Linked DNA regions of Mus musculus: regions 1 and 3 are each linked to region 2. Evidence: chromatin contacts called from public HiChIP or PLAC-seq and promoter capture Hi-C data. All regions are on one chromosome and are shown on one strand. The core of a region is the stretch at or near the end of the contact, and the rest is flanking DNA. Distances in the headings are between cores, read along the strand shown. Region 1 has its middle 72 kb from the start of Gm36597. Region 2 holds the start of Sstr4 (somatostatin receptor 4). Region 3 overlaps Gm46770 (a long non-coding RNA gene).

Region 1 (2,700 bases), core at 172-2,671, 150 kb before region 2:
CCCTTGGCCAAAAGAAGCTGTCCTGTAGAGAATGTGTCTGGCTTAAATCTCAGGGCATAGAGTCTGTTTTGATAAAGGAGTTGGATCATATTCTTGGCAGACCTGTAATTCATCTTGGCTAAAGTGGGGGCAGCCCTTTTTATTGTCCTTCTTCCCAGGGAGTTATCTTTTTTCTTTCCTCTGCCCCTCAGGGAAGGCAGCTTCAGTGTTGGGAATGGAGGGATCTTAGAGCCTAGCTGCCCATCAAGTAATGAAGAACACTCTGAAGGATGGTCATAGATAGAATTTTCTGTGTAGGAAAGAATCAAGCTTGAAGTACAATGTTGCTCAAAGGTCCCAGGGAACCCAAATGTGAGAATTAATGTTCAGCAGACTCCAACACCTTTGTGAGCTCAGTGCAGACACCTGTGGTATTTTTACCATTAACCAATGCAAAATTTGGTTTGTATTTCAATGAGCAGGCTGGAAGAGACTCACACAGATAAAAATATGAGTCTGAGTCAAGAGATTTCTGATAGAGTCTTTGAAGTTAGGGTCAGTTGGACTCAAACTGTGAACCCAGCCCGTGTTATTCCTTAGCTTTTCTGCTCCTCTTTCTACTATGAGTTCCCCTGTTGGCATCCACAGAACAGTCAAGTTGCACAAACACAGCCTGACCATTCCTTCACCCCAAACTGGATTGGGCTACACTTGCCTGGTACACAGTGACATTTCTGACCTCAGATTCTCTGTATCAAACATGCCCTATCTCCTGTAGTGCACTAAATATGTTCAGTATGTGTTTTTTCCAGGACTCTAGAGGTTTCTGAGAAAAGAAAGGAGGAGGGGAGTCAAGTCAGATTCAGCGCATAGCATGCCCTCCACCCTCCCCTTCCTAACAGTGTCCTGAGTCATTCCCTATACTGCATTCCCTCCCTCCAATTCAGGGAGTGACCTTGAGCTCCAAGTAGCCATTATCAAAGCAAGATAAAGTTTCTTGGCTACTTCTTGCTGGTAGTGGACAAAAGAATTCTATGGATTTGGTAGCCCAGGAAGGCTTCATGGAAGAAGATGACTGACTACAGCTTCAAGAATGGAGGGGTAATATAGTATATCCATTGAAGCTAGGCTCCCCACGATCCCCATGATCCCTTGATTTCTGAACTGTGATGTTTGAGTTTTCTGTGCTGAAAAGACAGGCTTCTTTGATAGGGCATGGGGGCTTCATTTATCTGTATGAGTAAGGATAAGATTTAGAATATAGTAATAAATTATGCTGGTATAGTAAAGTGGTCAGAGTAGATTCTTTTCTAAGTTTTCCTCACTAGCTCTGGAAAGCTGGCTAGGTTTCCAGTGTCAGGCATGATTTCCCTCCTATTGCGTTGTTCTTAAGCCCAATTAGACAGCTGTTGGTTGCCACCAATACGTGAGCGGCATTCAATGAACCTTATATGTAACTTGACCTGTTGATAATTGTCCTAGTTCATAGGCTTTGCAGCTGGACAGGGCTCATTAATTCCTTCTCCCCTTGCCAGCTTGCATAATATTTTCTGGAACCATGGAAGCTAGCTAGACAAGAGGCATTCAGGTCAGTTCCTGCTCAAATCTTCCGTGTCCTGTGTTGAAAGTGTACCTTATCTTAAGCAACAGAAGCTCACCCTTAGCACCTGAGTGGCAACCAAGGGCCACATTATTAATCTATATTGTTTTGAGAGTCAATTGAGCTATCCTGATCAACTGCTTCAAAGGAGGTTTCTTGTGCCTGTTACTGAGGGTATTGTTAGTCTATGGTTCTTGTGGGGAGCATTGTCAGCTCAAGTGGCCCAAAATACACACACACACACACACACACACACACACACACACACACACAGAGAGAGAGAGAGAGAGAGAGAGAGAGAGAGAGAGAGAGAGAGAGAGAAAGAGAGAGAGAAACACACACATACACACATGTCTATGTATAATTTAAATAAATATAAAATAATCTAATTCATTAAAGCTTTATTAAACAACCTCAGTGCTATTTGTCCCTCATCCCTCCTTCTCCTGTACTGACCTTTCTCATTCCTCTCAGTTGGCTTCTATGGTTCATGGACCAACTGGAAAGATGGGGCAGAAAGATTTTAAAAACTAGAATACCAAGAAGTCTGTTACGAAATAGTCTCTCCTAGAAATGTCTGTATAAGCAAGACCAGAACAATGGCAATATCAATGCACATTTAATGTGGAAGTGGAGATTTTCTTCCCTTAGACAAAGACTGTTGACTACTGGGAGGAGAGTTAGCTTTCCTAGGGATAAGATCCCTATTTGTCCAGTGCAGTGTTCAGCCTTAAAACTATACACACACAAACAAAAACACATTCAGATGGTTGTATGTGAGCGTGTATTTGTGGATGTACACACATATCTAGTAATAATAATAATAATATAATAAAGGAAGTTATCAACTTGAGAGTAAGGGTGACATGGGAGGGGCTTGAGGGAGGGTTTCTGGAAGGGACTAGAGGGAAGAAAGAGAAGGGGAAAGTGGTGTAATTCTATTCCAATTAAAAACATCAAAATATTTTAAAATAAAAATATAGTTCCTAAACAAAAAGAATAGAAGAGTCAGGTGCCAATGAGATGGCAAGGACTAGCCTGAGTGACCTCCATATAGGTAAATTCCAGTGGTCCTGGGAATGTCAGTCATTCTCTCCTTGGCTTTAATGAGGACTCAAGTA
Region 2 (2,700 bases), core at 8-2,507:
CCACTTACTCAAAGCACCTGGGAGACAGGGATTCACTTTCTTTTTCTTTTTCTCTTTTATTTTTTTTTCTTTGTTTTGTTTTTTGAGATAGGGTTTCTCTGTGTAGCTCTGGCTACCTCACTCTGTAGACCAGGCTAGCCTCTGCCTCCCAAGTGCCAGGATTAAAACCGTATGTCACCACTAGCATTCTCTCTCTGTCTCTCTCTCTTTCTCTCTCTGTCTCTGTCTCTCTCTCTTTCTCTCTCTGTCTCTGTCTCTCTCTCTTTCTCTCTCTGTCTCTGTCTCTCTCTCTCTCTCATGTGTGTGTGTGTGTATATATATATATATGTATATATATACATGTGTATATATATATATATATATATATATATATATATATATATATATGAATGATGGGAGGCAGATGCATGCATGCCACAGTGGGAAATAGAGGTCAAATTTCTTTTCTTGTGAATCATAGGGATAAAATTCAGGTCTTCAGGCTTAAGAGCAAGCACTTTTATCCCTGAGCCATTTCACTTGCCTGAGGTTAGTTATCTTGGGGTTAAAGGTATCTCTAGTTCTCCTAATACCACTCCATTTCCTGAGGACCTTAATTCCATGCAGATTCAATTTAAAAGATTCAGAGGGCCAGTGTTTGGGGTGAGGGAGGGCGGGCGGGCAGGAAGAGAGGGAGAGATCCAAGACACACACCCCAGGACCCCAACTCCACCTCTGGCCTCTTATCGACCTTGAATCCACAGAAATGTCCATAGAGACTTTCAGTTTCCCTCATCCCTGGACTGAGCTAAAGGACAATACAGGACTTTCTGAACATTGAAAGAGCAGGGAAGGGCTGTCAGGTGCTGGGATGATGGCTCTGCGTGCTTGGGTGCTTGGGGTAATCTGGGGCCATCCAGATACTTTAATACCCAGAAAACTGTAGGTAGTGAGCGAGCGATTCGGAGAGAACCAGGATCCTAAGGGGAGAGGATCTGAAGAGCTGACGGAGGCGAGATCTAGCGGCACACGGTAGGACGGGTTCCAAGTAAAGTTTCTGATAGCCCGGCGAAACTGGCAACATGGCAGAGGTGGCGCAGGTAAGAAAAGCCCACAAGAGCTCTTCGGGCAAAGGCACCTGAGGTTGGGCGCGCGAAGGGAAGGGCGCGCGCCGGGCAAATGGAGCTCCCGCGGCCGAGGGGCGCGCGGCAGCGCAGGGATTGGCGGGTGCTCCCGGGCCCCCGCGCACTTCTTAGGCGGAGCGGCTGAGCCGAGCGTGTGCGCGCGCGACCCCAGCCCGCCTCTTGGTCCTTGGCTCAGCGCTCCGCTGCTCTCCACCGCATTCCGCTGCCCGGGGTGGGCACCCCGAGACATGAACGCGCCAGCAACTCTGCCTCCGGGGGTCGAGGACACCACCTGGACCCCTGGGATCAACGCCAGCTGGGCTCCGGACGAGGAGGAGGAGGATGCGATGGGGTCCGACGGCACAGGGACAGCGGGCATGGTCACTATCCAGTGCATCTATGCGCTCGTGTGTCTGGTGGGCCTGGTGGGAAACGCCCTGGTCATCTTCGTGATCCTACGCTATGCCAAGATGAAGACAGCCACCAACATCTACCTACTCAACCTGGCCGTCGCCGATGAGCTCTTCATGCTCAGCGTGCCATTCGTGGCCTCGGCGGCTGCCCTGCGCCACTGGCCGTTCGGGGCGGTGCTGTGTCGCGCAGTGCTTAGCGTGGACGGCCTGAACATGTTCACTAGTGTCTTCTGCCTCACCGTGCTCAGCGTGGACCGCTATGTGGCTGTTGTGCACCCTCTGCGCGCCGCCACCTACCGGCGGCCCAGCGTGGCCAAGCTAATCAACCTGGGAGTGTGGCTAGCATCCTTGCTGGTCACCCTGCCCATCGCAGTCTTCGCTGACACCAGGCCAGCTCGTGGGGGCGAGGCCGTGGCTTGCAACCTGCACTGGCCTCACCCGGCCTGGTCTGCGGTCTTTGTGATCTATACTTTTTTGTTGGGCTTCCTACTCCCGGTTCTGGCCATCGGATTATGCTACCTGCTTATTGTGGGCAAGATGCGCGCTGTGGCCCTGCGGGCTGGCTGGCAACAACGGAGGCGCTCAGAGAAGAAGATCACTAGGCTCGTGCTAATGGTGGTGACCGTCTTTGTGCTATGCTGGATGCCTTTCTATGTGGTGCAGCTTCTGAACCTGTTTGTCACCAGCCTCGATGCCACTGTCAACCATGTGTCCCTCATCCTGAGCTATGCCAACAGCTGTGCCAATCCCATTCTCTATGGCTTCCTCTCTGACAACTTCCGGCGCTCTTTCCAGCGGGTTCTGTGCCTGCGCTGCTGTCTCCTGGAAACAACTGGAGGTGCTGAGGAAGAGCCCCTGGACTACTATGCCACTGCTCTCAAAAGCAGAGGGGGTGCAGGATGCATATGCCCTCCTCTGCCCTGCCAGCAGGAGCCCGTGCAAGCAGAACCTGGCTGCAAGCAAGTCCCTTTCACCAAGACCACTACTTTCTGAAAACCATTTTACCCTCCCTCACCTCGCCTGCAAACGGGTCTGCGCCACTCTCTCAAGCCAGCAACTTCAAGAACAACTCCTGTTTTCACTAAGCCAGGCCCTTTCAGCAGCCTGTGTGCTGTCCCCAGGAGCCTCAGGACTCCTGCTAGTCCCTCCCTCTCCTAGGACTGGCTCCAAGGACACCTCCATGG
Region 3 (2,700 bases), core at 115-2,614, 160 kb after region 2:
GGAATTCTGTAACTTCTATAATAAAAATGTCATTGCTATACTTATAGATATTGAGTTAAATCTATTACATTGGGAGGAATTGACATCTTAATATTAACACCCATTCATGAATAGAAGGTTTTCTTTTGACCCAAGAATGGAGACTTTTCCATTATTTGTTCTCAATTTCTCTTTTTGTGTGTATTTATGTATATGTCTTTGAGTGTGTGTGTTAGTGTGTAGAGTAAGTCCATGCACATTGGTGCATGTGGAGGCCTGAACACAATCTTAAGATATCTGTATACACAAGAGGAGAGGGAAATATATAAATTACTATAGCCAAGCAGCAGAAACAAAGGACATGGGTAAATATTTCCCCCAAAACATTTACTAATTCAACAAAGAGGTCTAACCCTGTAGGGATGAATCTTTACTCTAGGCAGACCCATAGCCCCGTTCATTCATGTCCTTTCAGGGGCTTCTTTCCTGAGTCTTTGGCATTTTTTTCCTAATGTATAAACTCAGAAGAAACTCTGGATATTAAGGAGACCCTGTGCATATCTTTGGAAGTGCTTTCTCTATCTATGCAGATTTCTTCTTTTGGGAGTTCTGCCCTATACATTTTAGCCATCTGGCTTTCCTTGAACTCTCAGTTCAATCATTTAATTTGGAGGCTCAAGGAAGCTCTAGTCAGGACTCCCTTCCCCTTGTTCTGTGACCTGGAAACTCTCAAGGCAGAAGCATCATGGTCATTTCTTTCCTGTCCCTCGGGCTTTCTTATCCTCCCTTGCCGGCTCTCTGCTATATCTATTCTCTCTCTCTCCCTCCTCCCTCCTCCCTCCTCCCTCCTCCCTCCTCCCTCCTCCCCCCTCCTTCCTCTTCCCTCTCCCCTCCTCCCTCTCCCCTCTCTCTCCCCTCTCTCTCCCCTCTCTCTCCCCCTTCCTCTCTCCCCTCTCTCCCCCCCTCTCTTTTTCTTAAGATAGGATGTCATGGCCCTAACTGGCTTGAAATTTGCTATGTAGACCAGACTGGCCTCAAGTACACAAAGATCCATACACACAGCAAAGAGATTAAAGTCATACACTATCTCCCTCAACTTATCTGCTATCTGGAAAACCATTATTTATGTGTGCTTCTGTTAATTAATTTGCTTTGTTGTTTGTTGCTTGTTTTTAGGCTAAAATTGTCCCATTTGCCCAAAATTCAGCCCATCAGTCTATCTTATGAGTAAAAACAGTCTTTTCTAGGAAAATGATATCTTAAAAGAGGTGTGATCCCAAGCATGTAGCTGGATCACCCTATGAGAGGCCATTATATCACCCAGGGTACCCTCTTACATTGCCACATGAAAAACAATACCTCTTAATGCCAGTAGGAGGCAGTGCAATGCTCAGAAACCATGGTGAATGGATCACCCACACCTGTCCTCTCATAGAGGAAACTGCACAGCCTCATTGCCTCCTAAAATGAAGCAACCACTCAGTGTTATATTTTAGTGCTGAATGACAGGCACCAGCTAATCTTTGGAGACAACAGAATCTAGTCCTTTTTGCTTTTACAGAGGAAGAAATAAAATGTCAGTAAATGTCAAGGTCAACAGAAACTGGCATACCAGGAGATGAGACATTTCCATGGAGCCCTAGAGAGTGAAATGTGCCTGAATGGATGGTATAGGAGGCAAGAAAGTCAGAGAATTAGGAACAGAGAACCCCAGAATATTCTCCTGGAATGCCCATGCAAGCAGGTCATTTCCACACATTGAGAACATTTCATCTGAAAACTCACTGCTTTGATTCAAGTGTATCAATGTTCATATGAAGAAGCAAAATCTCCCCCAAAGCCTTGATTGAGGCCAGACAGAAAGTTCAGCACTGACCTGGGATCCCTGCCAAGAAAACCTGAGTCTTAGTGAGACCCTCTTGCATCTGAACCATTGAACATTCTGACAAGTGGGATAGAGATGCAAGGGAAGAGACTCTGGACTTCTGAGGTGACAAGACCATTTGATGTGATTAGAGACAGACATCTCAACAATGGTATTAGGACACCTGTATGTTCAAATGCAAAAGAATAAAGTTCAACCTTCATATGACACAAGACAATCCAGAGCACAATTTTGTCATGAAGTGCCAAGGAGTAAATGGGTGCATTATATATCTCTTTGATTGGTATATTGGAGTAAGGTGGCCAGCCCTAGCTTGTTGGGACTGATAGAGTCCAGGCTTGGATTCTATAACCACTCTAGTAACATCCACGGGCATAAGAATAGAAGAGAGAGGTCTGAGGTTCCTCGCAAAGCTTCTGGAATGCACGAAGCACCTTTTCCACTTCTTCTTTTCAGCCAAGAACTTTAATAACTTTGACAGTGCAGAGTCCAAAGGACAGGAGCCATGTGATTCCAGGTCACTCTGCAATTAACTCAGAAACCCATGGGAAGATGTTTGTTCTTGTGAATATACACTATTTCTGCAGTCCCAGGACTCAGCCCCAAGGTCGAAGTAAGCCCCTGATTGCATGGCTACTGATGAACAGATTAATATTTTACTTTGTTTGTATTTGTTGGCAAGAAACCTGCAGCCATGTAGCTCCCAACTGGACTGCAGGGAAACACAACAATGATCTGTTCATTTCTTTTTAATTCATAATCTATGTCAAATCTGCTTACTTTAATTTCTATAGACTTTCTTTTGCAAAGCAAGTTTAGGTTCACTGAAAAATTGA

What was found. Promoter capture Hi-C pulls out the DNA fragments that hold promoters and counts their contacts. HiChIP or PLAC-seq counts read pairs in DNA pulled down with a chosen protein or histone mark.
Region 1: an H3K27ac HiChIP or PLAC-seq map of VIP interneurons shows a contact between it and region 2, with 2.3 times the contacts expected there. The contact joins the enhancer-like site here to the promoter of Sstr4 in region 2. A contact is called at or near these places in 6 of 39 promoter capture datasets (the 3T3-L1 cell line, 3T3-L1-derived adipocytes, cranial neural crest and 2 more), 3 of 484 Hi-C or Micro-C datasets (the AML12 cell line, the MC3T3-E1 cell line and embryonic fibroblasts), 4 of 115 datasets of contacts at active chromatin or transcription factors (VIP interneurons, extraembryonic endoderm stem cells, forebrain and 1 more) and 1 of 9 other capture datasets (adipose tissue).
Region 3: a promoter capture Hi-C map of pre-B cells shows a contact between it and region 2. The contact joins the enhancer-like site here to the promoter of Sstr4 in region 2. A contact is called at or near these places in 11 of 39 promoter capture datasets (the C10 cell line, the HPC-7 cell line, cranial neural crest and 8 more), 2 of 15 datasets of contacts at CTCF or cohesin (the NIH/3T3 cell line and pro-B cells), 17 of 484 Hi-C or Micro-C datasets (B cells, bone marrow-derived macrophages, cardiomyocytes and 11 more), 20 of 115 datasets of contacts at active chromatin or transcription factors (the 230-238 cell line, the HPC-7 cell line, PVALB interneurons and 13 more) and 4 of 9 other capture datasets (adipose tissue, embryonic stem cells, liver and 1 more).

What each region holds. Positions count from the first base shown.
Region 1 is chr2:148,240,995-148,243,694 of GRCm38.p6, forward strand. No RefSeq gene overlaps it. Among named protein-coding and RNA genes, the nearest start is that of Gm36597, 72 kb to the left of the region's middle. Within about 2 kb of position 1,422, at least 8 of the 459 cell types and tissues checked have an H3K27ac peak or open chromatin away from gene starts, as enhancers often do. A contact at or near this core is called in VIP interneurons, where this site is marked.
Region 2 is chr2:148,394,120-148,396,819 of GRCm38.p6, forward strand. It overlaps Sstr4 (somatostatin receptor 4), which reads left to right and starts at 1,258. Exons shown (of 1, transcript NM_009219.3): 1 at 1,258-2,645. The coding sequence starts at 1,352. The coding sequence ends at 2,509.
Region 3 is chr2:148,557,202-148,559,901 of GRCm38.p6, forward strand. The region is part of intron 1 of Gm46770 (a long non-coding RNA gene); the gene reads right to left. Among named protein-coding and RNA genes, the nearest start is that of Gm46770, 3.6 kb to the right of the region's middle. Within about 2 kb of position 1,365, at least 3 of the 459 cell types and tissues checked have an H3K27ac peak or open chromatin away from gene starts, as enhancers often do. A contact at or near this core is called in pre-B cells and pro-B cells, where this site is marked.